4 separate regions of the Pan troglodytes genome follow, and regions 1, 2 and 4 are each linked to region 3. The links are chromatin contacts, called in public HiChIP or PLAC-seq maps. All regions are on one chromosome and are shown on one strand. Each heading gives the region's core, a stretch centred on a gene start, on an enhancer-like site or on the middle of the called end of the contact. The rest is flanking DNA. Distances are from core to core; before and after follow the strand shown. Region 1 holds the start of RBKS (ribokinase). Region 2 holds the start of PPP1CB (protein phosphatase 1 catalytic subunit beta). Region 3 holds the start of FOSL2 (FOS like 2, AP-1 transcription factor subunit). Region 4 holds the start of WDR43 (WD repeat domain 43).

Region 1 (2,712 bases), core at 207-2,706, 510 kb after region 3:
TAGTCAAATGTTAAAGGGAACAACCTTGCTCTAGAAGCCAAACCATACTAAGTGACAACAATACATTCTAATTCAGCAACGGTCGTGACTTTAGGATGACACCTTAGAGAATGAATTCTCTTTATTTCCAGGGCAGCCATAATACTATGTTTTAACAGTGCAAGGTTTCACGCAGTATTAAAATCTATTTCAACCATGAGGAGGTGTGACTTCTCTAAAAAAAAAGGGGGGGGTGGGGTGGGGAGTGGAATACAGTGACTCCAAAATCAGAAGTCACTTAGCCAAAAACACTGGTCCTTTGGTGCAGTGAACCGGGTACATGGACAGGGAGTCACCACCGGTAGTAACTCTTACGCATGGCAGCACTATAACACACCCCAGATATACAAACATTTACGGTGGTCAGAGTCCCCTGAATGCTACTCCTGCAATTTGTATTTCCTGATTTTGACGTATTGCAAAAGGGCAATGCAAAATTACAATTTTTGCAAGGGTCTGCTACCCCAAAATAAAGTTACAAAAGGTCCTTTGATGAGAGACCTGGGGATTACAAAGACGTCTAAAGCACCATCCAGGTTCTTGCAATTAAAATGAGATGACAAACACGGAAACATGTGCCCTGCTGACGTCATGGAACGGAAAGGGGTGGCATCCTGCTGCGTCACGTCGACGTCATACAGCGCACGAGGGAAGTTACACTGGGGAAGCAATTTCCCCCAAGGGGCAACATTCGAGAAAAACAAGTTAGCTCAGACCCGAAGAATGACCACCCCACTCTAGGGGACGTCTTAAAAAGGGACACTCTCCCCTCTTCCAAACTGTATGATTCCCCTCATCAGGCAACAAGGAACTAATACTCGGGGTTTACAGGGACCAGGGGATGGGCCAGATATGGAGAAAGAGACGCCTCTGGCCTTGGGGGCTCGTTCTTGAGGGAATCAGCGTGATGGGGATGAGAAGGGCATCTTTGGAACGGGGGCCTTCTCCATAGGAAGAGGAGGCGAGTCCCCTGGCCATATTTAAACCACAGTTCTCCACGCCACCTGTGCGACTCGGGATCCAACCTCCCCGCACCAGCCCCAGTCCAGGTACCTGGAACTTAGTCCGATCGGTAACCGGCGACTACGTGGGGTACAGGTACCCGAGCGCGCCCCCGACCGACGCACCGACCTGCGCGCGCGCCGCGGGCAGGATGCGTGCGCACTCCCCGGACGTCCCGCCCCGCCCCCTCTGCGGCCCCGAAGCTGGGCGGCGTGCGCGCCCCCGCGCCGCGCCGAGCCGGGCGCTCGGAAAGGCGTCCCCGCGGTGCCTGACAGTTCCTTCCTCAGCGCCTGCCCCGTGAGTGGCGAGGAGCGCGGAGTCTCGCCATATCAGGAGGGCCCTGTTACGTGAGGCTGTGCACGGAGACTATTCCAGGAAGAAGAGGGGACACTTGGTGGGCGGGGTGATTTCGGGCAGTCAGGTGGGCGACCCGCGTAGGCGTCTGAAAGGCCCGCGTCGTTAGGGAGGGCAGGAGTGGCGTCTCTGGTTACGGGGTCGGGCAAAGGGCAGAGGTCACCGTCCAGGTTGGACAGCAGCACCTTTGAGCGATGGCGGCGTCTGGGGAATCCCAGAGGCAGTGGCAAGAGGAGGTGGCGGCGGTGGTAGTGGTGGGCTCCTGCATGACCGACCTGGTCAGGTTAGTCCGGGGCCAGTTACTCAGTCTGCGGCTCGGGGGAGGAGGCGTGCCGTGCGCTATGCGCCCAGTGGAAATCTTGGGCGCTGGGTCTCCAGGGATAGACAGTGCTAGCTTTGGGTATGAGCTGCAGGTTTTCGAAGCCTTCAGCCTACCTTCCTGGCATGAAAGAACTTGAGTATATAAAGGTAAATCTCAGGGGAGGGGACGTAAGAGGCCAAGGTTTAGTGAAAGCTCTAATATTACTCAAAGCGCTCCCCAAAGACCTGCCCTCCAAAGACTTGCGCCCCCAAAGACCTTTCTTGGCCCGGCTGCTGAGCCTTTCCCCAAACGAGCCAGGGAACTTTGCCCACGTCATTTTACCTCCGAGAATGTGCCTACCTCACAGGGTTGTTGTGAGGACTAAATGAAGTAAAGTGTTTTGTCAAGCGTAACATTATCCAAATTGGGTATTATTCGTCTGAGCTTATTGTATAAAATAATGAGTTGAGCAGAAATCAAAAAGACTGTCACCTTTTACCATGTTGATTGTCGGCATTACTGCAGTATTTTATATTTACAGCGTATTTTTCAGCAAGCCAAGTATGAATCAAAATAAAAACATAAACACAGTATTTACAACCTCTAAAAACTATGATCAAATTATGATAGAAAATATGCCAAATGAAAATTGTTGAGTTAGGTCAGTAAGATTGAGTAGACAGATCCTTCTGATTTTTCTTTTTTTTTAATTAAGGTAGCTTTTCTGATTACAAAAGTAATGTATGTTCACTGTAAAAGTAGTAATAAATTCAGATATTCCAAGAAAATCCTACCACTCCAATTACTGCAGTTCAGTCTTTTGATGAATATCTTTTCAGTTGTAATGCTACTTTGTGTTATAAAAATGATCAGGTATACTACAGTAACACCTCATTCGTCCTGAAATGTTGCTTTTCCAAAGGGTAATAGAGAACGTGGAACTAAAGAAAAAGGCTTTGGGACAATCAAAATAAGTCACCAAATTGCTGCACCAAACCACCTGTATTCTACTCAGA
Region 2 (2,809 bases), core at 208-2,707, 370 kb before region 3:
AGACCTGCAAATACCTTTCGAATACAAGACAGGCTTTAAAAATAGATTTTCACTAAGTTTGTGCAGAAATTAAGCTCTGCTCAAATCAAATGCAAAAGCCAATCCCTTCAGCAAACCCATCTACATACATCACATTTCTGACGTGCATCTTCAACCTGAGCAAATATTTTGTCTTACAATTTTTTTAGGCCAAGTAACAAACGGTAGATTAATTCCCGCTAATTTTATCCTCTCTTTAAGAACAATCCATTCTATATAGCATTGTGTAAAAATGCAGAGCAGACGAAACAGTCCTGTTAAGGACAGGTTTTTATATATATACGTAAAATTCACTCCCGGAACGACAATCGGAGGCAGCCAAGGGCAATGCACAAAGAGAACAGAGAAGAACAGTGATTCCACGGACGCACAAAGCCCGGTGGCAGGGCAGGCATCCTCTCCCCATCCTCGGGTCACCGGAGGCGAGCACCACGGCGCGCGGAGCCCGGCGGCCTTTCCGAAAGGCTGTCGCCCGCAGACCCGCTCCGCACAGCCTTCGGCCGGCGGGCCTGGCCCCCGAGGGTCCGCGGGAACGGCCCCCTCTCCCCCGATCTCCCCTGACCGCGCTCCCAGAGGCCGCTCCCCCGCGCCCAGAGCCTCCTCGCCCCCTCCTCGGTTCGTCCGCCGCGCCGCGCTCCCAGAGACTCGTCTCGGGGCGGGAAAGGGGTCCCCTCGCGTTCCGGCGGCAGAGGGGGACGCAGGGGTCGGCGGCGGTGCCCGACCTCCCTCTGTCCCGCGGCCAGGCGCGCACTCACCCTCCAGCAGCCGGGTGATGAGGCTGTCCACGTTCAGCTCCCCGTCCGCCATCTTGTCGGCACAGACTCTCCTTCCCAGCAGCGGGAACAAGGGCTTCTCGGCGGCGGAGGCTGCGGAGACGGCTCGGCGTTCTCTCACCTACAAGTCACGCGGCGTTTCGACCCCGGCTCCAACTCCCCCTTTTCCCGGGCCCTCCCCCCACCCCCTCCCCGCCGGGTAGCGAGAGCGCGCGCACACTCGGAGGCACCCACGGAAAATAAATAAATAAACAAGAGAGGCCCCTTCGAACAGGGCCGCGTCAGACCCAGGCCGCCACCTCCTCCTCCTCGGCACCGCCCAGCTCCGCAAAGCTCACCAGCGCCGCCGACGGCCCCACCCGCAGCGCCACTCACTCCGCACGTCCCTTGCGCGCCGCCGCGTCACGCAGCTCTCCGCGCAGGCGCGCGGCGCGCTCCCCGCCGAGGCTCCCCTCGGCGCCTGGGCCGCCGCGCAACCGCACTGGAGCGGCTTTTCCCGTTGCCGTCTTCGCGCAGGTGCGTCGCCCTCTCTCCACGTCCACGGCGCCGAGTCTCGCCGCGGTGGCGCAGGCGCCAGGGAGGTTCCCCGGCTTTGCCGCGCGGAGGAAGTCCCGGTTACGCAGAGCGCGCTGGGGCTGGGCTGACCTTCCCCTTTCTCTACTTCACTGGCCTCCTCCAGACGTGGTGGTTGCGCCCTTTCGACCTCGCTTTCCGTTTTTTGGCTTCATCGCCTAGATCTGCAAACAGTTCCTCGTGTTTCTTCCGTTAGCCGGGAAACGCGAACTGCAGCGTTTGGGACCCGGGTTTGCGCGTGTGGAAAGCAAAAGGGGTTACTCTGCTGGAGTTCGACATTGCAAATAAAGGTCTTTATCCCCGGCGGTTCTACAAAATTAGTTCTGCAGGGATTCTGGTTGAAAGAAGCGTTAAAGTGGGCCTTGTAGGAGTCCGCAATAATCCAGTTTTACATGGGTGCAGATGGCTGCCTGTGTCTAGCGCTTTCACACATCTCATATCTTCATCCACGCCGTGGGTATCTTTTTTCCACGGTGTGTTTCTGTTGCTGCCTCCAGTATATTGCTTAATCATCCTACCTGGTAATTATTTATGCATTTTTCTCCTACTCTCGACTCAGCTCCTAGGGGATAAAAACACACTAACTTATCTTTGTGCCCACAGCACCCACCAAGTATTTCCATCACGTAATACTGCCTCTAGAAAGGCAGGAGGAGAAGCAGTCACGCTAAGGATCTAGGCAAGCCAGATCTTTTGTCCGGTTTTAGGAGGTGGCCAGCCCTTACTTATTCCACAAGTGTTTTTCCAGAAACTCAGACTTGATATTGCCTCAAGTCCAAGGCAGTGTGCTTCCCCCACTCACATATCACTAATAGTAGCTAACATTTGTTCAGATCCCTGTATGTACTCTGCCACTGTTTTAAATGTTACACCCGGGTTACCTCATTTAATCCTTACAACTGCCCTGTGAGGTAGGTACTATTATTATCTCTACTTTGTAGATGGGATTCACCGAGGCACAGACGGTTAAAAAACTTAGCCCAAATCACACAAATAAACAGCAGAGCTGGGATTCAAACCCAGGCATGTAGTGCTAGAGTCTGCATTCTTAACAATTGCTATATTCTCCCTCTCCGTGAATGTGGGCTGAGATGCTGAAACAGGCATGTGCTGTGGGGGAGAAAAAGCTTTGTCCAACCAAGTGCTTTCTAGTGTCCAGATGACATAGAGCTAGGATTTCCTAATGTCTTTTTTCCCCTATTTTTCTCTCCATTTCAGGATTGAGTTTGTGCATCGATTGTGAACACAACAGGCAGCAGGCTATAATGGTGGTCCTGGCTGGAGTAGTTTTCACAGACTGCAGTAATCTGTGGAGATGAACTGGCAGTTCTCTGTAGTTTTCACAGATCACTGCCAGTTCGTTTTGAGGCCTTCAGGAGTGAAGACCTGGCTCATCATCACTCTTTGTTGTTTTGTTAAATTTA
Region 3 (2,884 bases), core at 105-2,604:
AAGACGCGGGGCAGGGGTGGGGGGGGGGCAGACACGGGGGAGGGGGAGTAGTTCTTGGAAGGAGGTAACAGGCTCCTGGTAGGGGGCCTACAATTCCAGGAGTTTATCTGGGTAAAATATAATGTGAGAGGAAAAGGGCATGTTGTCTCTTCAAGCCCACTCCCCAATCCCCTAGTTTAAAAGGGGGTGGGGGGGAAGGGGAGGACGAAAATCCAGAACTTACAACGGTGGCCCGTAGGTATTTTCTCGCCAAGAAAAAGAAAAGAAAGCAAAAGAGGCAGTGGCGGCGAGAAGAGGGCAGGGGTCCGCCCGCGCCGCCAGGTGCACCGGGGCCCGCACCTACCTGCTGGCCGCCGCCGCCGCTGGAGTAGGACTCGGCGTGCGCAGGAGAGCCGCTGCTGCCCCGGGACGAGGTGTCAAAGTTCCCGGGATAATCCTGGTACATGATCCGCGGTGGGGGCCGGAGAGGAAACAGGGTGTTTTTCTTCCCCCGCCCTCGCCGCGGCCGCGCACCGGCTGCTGCGCGCTCGTTCGTCCGCCGGCCGCGCCGCGGGCTCTGGGCTTCGCTCCTGGGTTTCTCCCCCACCGCGGCGGGCGAGGACAGGGAGGCGGCGACACCTCAGGAACAGCGTCCCCCGAGCGTCCCTTACAGCACTTCTTTCCGGCTCTGCGAGCGCCGCGGGACCAGTTGTCCACCCGATCCCTCCCTCTAAAAAGTCGGCGCGTCTCTCGGTCCCTCCCCTGCGCGCGCCCTCCCGCCCCCGCGCGCAGCCGGAGCTCAGCGGGGACCCACGGCCCAATCAAAAATTGGAAATTAAAAAAAAGATTAGGAGCCCAGCGAGCCTGGCCTGCCAGCCCCGGGGACCCCCGATTTCAGACAGGGCCAAAAAGGCGGAAAGAAAAGCTGTCCGCTGGGAGAACTTCTGTTTTTTCCTTTTAGAAAAGGAGCCGGAGAATAAACTTCCCGTGGCCGACTCGCCGCCGGAGTTTCGGGGCGGTTCGGATACTTGACTAGGAGAAGGCGGCGTGCGCCCGTCCCGCGGCCCCGAGCGCGCCAGGGGGGACAGCGGCTTGTGGGGCTCAAGTAGAGCTGGCGCTGAGAGGGACGCGGCCCCGCTCCCCGCTCCGGCGCCCAGACCTGCACCCCTTCCCCGGAGCCCGCTCCCGGACGGGCCCGCCTCGCCCGGCCGCGCCTCTCCCTCTCTCTCTCTCTCTCTCCCTCTTTCTGTCCCCGCCGAGCGCCGCTCGTTCGCTCTCTCGCTGGTTCGCTCGGAGCCCTAGCGCTCTGCCCGAGATGAGTCACTACAATGGCACGAGTTCAACTCACACTCTTTATTCTCCAGCCCTGTACCATGTGGATTCACTCACGTCAACCCCAGACTCCACCTTGCAGGGAGGAGCGCACGAGGAGGCGGGGGGAGGAGGCCGCGGAGGAGGAAGAGGCGCGGGAGGGGAGGAGGCGGGCGCAGCTCTCCCCTCCCAGCCCCGGCTCCCGGCCGCGCTGACGCCAACCGCGCACCCCGCGCGAGGAAGCCAGGCGGTGGCCCGGGCGGGAGCGGGCGGCACGCACGGTTCGGGGGCGCCGAGGCAGCCCCGGCCCTCCCCAGTCCCCCGCTCACCCCCCGGGCCCAGCGCCCTTGGTCTGTTCCATTGGCGCACGTTGCCAAAGATGGTCATTTGCGTTAGAGGACGCGAGTGCGGGTTTCCTCGCTTTCGGGTGACGTGGAGGGAGAGGGATTCCCTCGCCCGCTCCCGAGTGCGCTGCGGCCTCTCCCCCGCCCTGGGAAGGGGCTCGGGGCGGGGCCCCGAGAGCGGCCGCGCGGGTCTCAGCTCCGGATTTTAGAAAATAATCACAGCCCTGACGGCGAGACGGGCGGTTCGGTGCGGCGCCACCGGGAGGCCGGGAGCCGGGCGCGCAGAGCCGCTCGCAGGGAGGGCGCGGCTGCGCGCGGTCGTAGGCGCCCTCCGCGGCGCCGCCGAGTGCAGCGGGCGCGCAGGGTGCCCGCGCCGCCCTGCGGCCGGGTCTTGGCGGGGCACGGCGCCGGGCGGGGCTGGCCTGCCTATTTTTCCCTCCGTGGCGGTCTGCCTACCGCTTCCCTTTTTGTTTTTTGTTTTTCATGTTTTCGGTCCTACAGTTAATTCGTTAGGAGTAGCCTTGAAGATGAAATTAACCAGTCAAGACATTCCGGCCGCCCTGTACGCCGGGCAATTAGGACGCATCTAATAAGAGTAATCGGGCGTTTATAAGCAAACTCCAGACTGTTACGAATTTAAAAAAAAAATAGCCAGCGAGAGGGTGTGCCCCAACGTTGTCGTCTTCAGCTGTTTTGGAGCGAAGTTCAGGGCGCGGGTTGCCGGACATTTGGGTCCTCCTCCCTCGCTGGGCGGGGCTGAGAGGGGCGCGGCGCAGGGTACAGAGCACAGACCTTGGAGCAGGAACGCCCGGCTACGCTATTTACGAGCTGTGAGATCTTGGACGAATTCCTTAACCTCTCTGGGCCTCAGTTTCCTCCTATAAAGTGAAGGAGTTTGGAGACATGACCTTAGGCCCTTCTCTGCTCTGGAGCTCCAATCCTTCCGCTGAGATGATGGTGTGTGTGAATGGAGAAGTACTGTAGCGGAAGTCAGGGAACTTAGGTTTTGGTCCAGGGTCTGTGTTAGCCTCAGTTTACCCAATTCTTAAGTAGCGCCAGCCATCTGTACCCCACAGGGTCCTTATGAGGACCCAATGTTAAGAGGTGTTGAGAGTCCATTGCAGACAACTCGCTGTGCACCGTCACACAACTTCTGTCCTCAGTTTCCTTATCTGTAAAGTGGGGGTGTTGGTAGCAGAGAAAAATAGAGCCGGGAACGCGAAGCTTTCCTGGGGCTCTATATAAAGCGC
Region 4 (2,700 bases), core at 1-2,500, 510 kb before region 3:
GTTTGGCTACTCTATAAATGCAATAACCACGTGCATGCTGAGTTAGAGAGATGTAGCTGAGTGACTCAACAGTGAAAGGCATTTACCTGACACGGGTCCCTAACAATGAAAAGCTCTGCCTAACTCGGCAGTTTTCCATCTAAGGGTAACTTCATCTGCACTCATAAAACATTCACTAAATCAAGCTACTACTTCACTTAACCTCCACATCCTAATGCAGACTTCAGATTGGGGTGGGTGGGGAGTAGTGTGATGGGCTTGAAAGCGGGGCGGGAGGGGCGAGCAGATGTTAAAATCAAAAAGCAGTGAGTTCAAAAAGCTGAGAATGTAGAGGTGCCTGGGAAAGGCAAAAGTCAAGAGTTGAGAGTCCCACAACCTGGACCGGGACGAGAACACGTGGTGAGCCGGCACCCAAAGGGGGGGCAGGAGGGGGAAGGTCCGGAAGCAAGTACAGACTAGTCCATACCAACTGCCCAGGGCAAAATTGATGAGCCAGATCACAGACAGAGGAAAGTTAGATAGTCCCAAGATGGGGCTCTGTCAAAAACCAGAACTCTGATGAGCCAAGGCCCGGCAGAAGGAAGCCGCCCCAGGGGGACCAGGGGACTTGGCGAACATGGCTGCCCGTCAACAGTGGGGCCCAGGCCTCATGGGGCCAGCCGGCAGGGCTCGGATACGAGGCCGGCCGGGTCGAGCTGCGCCCTCCCTCACTGCCCTCGCGGCAGGCCGCACGCGGGGCTGGCGGCTTGGGCCCTGAACGCGCCGACGCCGCCTCCAAGCCTTCTGGCCCGGGCCGCTGAGAGCCACGCGCGATGCCGGGCCAAGCGCCACCCGGCCCGGAGGCCCGAAGCCGAGCCTGGGAAGGCGCCCGCCCCGCGCAGTCCCGCTCGCTTTACCTTGGCCTGCAGCCGCGCTGGCGCCCAGGCCAGACAGGTGCAGGTACCACTGAGGTGCGCGGAAGGCACGTACTCCTGGTGCAACCGGTTGTTGGCCGTCTCCCATACTCGTAAGTGACCGTCGGTAGAGGCCAAAGCGAAGTAGGCCTGGCTGTGCGGGGAGAAGGCGCAAGGGACCCCAGCCGGGGCCAGGGGGTCGCAGCTACCGCCGCCGCCCGCCGCCATTGCTGCTCTGGCCCCGCTGCAGCCACGTGTTCGTCCGTGCGCAGGCGCACCGGCGCGGGGCGGAGCCTGGAGGAGGAAGTGAGGCGGAGGGAGCGCCGGGGGCTCAGGGGGTGGATCTTCGCGTCGCGGAGAGCTTCTGGCGGATCCGCCCTGTGGACGGTGGCCCGCTAGGGCCTGTCGCTATCTTGTTCTGGGCGGGAGTGGGAGTATGGGAGAAAGTAATTGTAGAATCAAGATCAAGTCCTGTTCCTTTAAAAAAAAAAAAAAAAAAAAAAAGGGTGGGGGCCGGGCGCGGTGGCTCACGCCTGTAATCACAGCACTTTGGGAGGCCGAAGTGGGCGGATCCCCTGAGGTCGGAGTTCGAGACCAGCCTGACCAACATGTAGAAACCCCCGTCTCTACTAAAAATAAAAAAATTAGCCGTGGGCTGGGCGCGGTGGCTCACGCCTGTAATCCTAGCACTTTGGGAGGCCGAGGCGGGTGGATCACAAGGTCAGGAGTTCAAGACCAGCCTGGCCAAGATGATGAAACCTCGTCTCTACTAAAAATACAAAAAAATTAGCCGGGCTTGGTGGTTGGCACCTGTATGTAATCCCAGCCACTCGGGAGGCTGAGGCAGAGAATTGGTTGAACCCGGGAGGCGGAGATTGCAGTGAGCCGAGATCGCGCCCCTGCACTCCAGCCTGGGCGACAGAGCGAGACTCGTCTCAAAAAAAAAAAAAAAAAATAGCCAGGCGTGTGGCGCACGCCTGTAATCCCAGCTACTCGAGAGGCTGAGGCAGGAGAATCGCTTGAACTCGGGAGATGGAGGTTGCTGTGAGCCGAGATCGCGCCATTACACTCCAGCTCTGGGCAGCAAGAGCGAAACTCCGTCTTAAAAAAATAAATAATAAATAAATAACAATTTTTTAAAACTTTAAAGAAAATGATAAGGTAGAACGAAAGGTTTGAAGGAAATCTTCAGCCGAGCGCGGTGGCTTACACCTATAATCCCACTTTGGGAGGACGAGGCGGGCAGATCGCCCGAGGTCAGAGTTCGAGACCAAGCTAGGCAAAATGGCGAAACCTTGTCTCTACTAAAAATACAAAAATTAGCCGGGTGTGGTGGTGTGTGCCTGTAGTCCCAGCTACTCGGGAGACTGAGGCAGGAGAATCCTTGAACCCGGGAGGTGGAGGTTGCAGTGAGCCGAAATCGCCACGCCACTGCACTCCAGTCTAGGTGACAGAGCGAGACTGTCTCAAAAAAAAAGAGAGAGAAAAGAAGTCTTCACTTTAAAATTGATAATGATTGTAACAACTGCTTCCGTTTCCCCCTGTTCAATTCCAGGCTGTAATCATTTACAACATAACAATGTATTCAGTTATAATAATGTAAAAGTAATGATCGGAACGGCTATTCCCTCCTGTTTCTCCAGATTTATCTCATGTTGCTACATCAAATAGACATTTTTAGGCACACGCCCATAGTCTGGAGGCTGAGGGAGGAGGATGGCTTGAGCACACGAGGTCGAGGCTACAGTGAGCTATGACTGCTCCATTGCACCCTACCCTGGGTGACATAGTGAGATCCTGTATCCAA

The links. HiChIP or PLAC-seq counts read pairs in DNA pulled down with a chosen protein or histone mark.
Region 1: a contact with region 3 is called in an H3K4me3 HiChIP or PLAC-seq map of stem cell-derived excitatory neurons, with 13 times the contacts expected there. The contact joins the promoter of RBKS here to the promoter of FOSL2 in region 3. A contact is called at or near these places in 2 of 7 Hi-C or Micro-C datasets (blood and stem cell-derived neural progenitor cells) and 1 of 1 datasets of contacts at active chromatin or transcription factors (stem cell-derived excitatory neurons).
Region 2: an H3K4me3 HiChIP or PLAC-seq map of stem cell-derived excitatory neurons shows a contact between it and region 3, with 3 times the contacts expected there. The contact joins the promoter of PPP1CB here to the promoter of FOSL2 in region 3. A contact is called at or near these places in 1 of 7 Hi-C or Micro-C datasets (stem cell-derived neural progenitor cells) and 1 of 1 datasets of contacts at active chromatin or transcription factors (stem cell-derived excitatory neurons).
Region 4: a contact with region 3 is called in an H3K4me3 HiChIP or PLAC-seq map of stem cell-derived excitatory neurons, with 2.2 times the contacts expected there. The contact joins the promoter of WDR43 here to the promoter of FOSL2 in region 3. A contact is called at or near these places in 1 of 7 Hi-C or Micro-C datasets (stem cell-derived neural progenitor cells) and 1 of 1 datasets of contacts at active chromatin or transcription factors (stem cell-derived excitatory neurons).

The regions. Positions count from the first base shown.
Region 1 is chr12:94,970,096-94,972,807 of NHGRI_mPanTro3-v2.0_pri, forward strand. RBKS (ribokinase) reads left to right here and starts at 1,457. Exons shown (of 8, transcript XM_003308943.7): 1 at 1,457-1,678. The coding sequence starts at 1,590. The region is part of intron 1 of BABAM2 (BRISC and BRCA1 A complex member 2); the gene reads right to left.
Region 2 is chr12:94,096,051-94,098,859 of NHGRI_mPanTro3-v2.0_pri, forward strand. PPP1CB (protein phosphatase 1 catalytic subunit beta) reads right to left here and starts at 1,458. Exons shown (of 9, transcript XM_063789201.1): 1 at 1,188-1,458; 2 at 795-933. The coding sequence starts at 846.
Region 3 is chr12:94,462,478-94,465,361 of NHGRI_mPanTro3-v2.0_pri, forward strand. FOSL2 (FOS like 2, AP-1 transcription factor subunit) reads right to left here and starts at 1,355. Exons shown (of 4, transcript XM_009442218.5): 1 at 344-1,355. The coding sequence starts at 445.
Region 4 is chr12:93,952,434-93,955,133 of NHGRI_mPanTro3-v2.0_pri, forward strand. WDR43 (WD repeat domain 43) reads right to left here and starts at 1,251. Exons shown (of 18, transcript XM_515377.8): 1 at 897-1,251. The coding sequence starts at 1,121.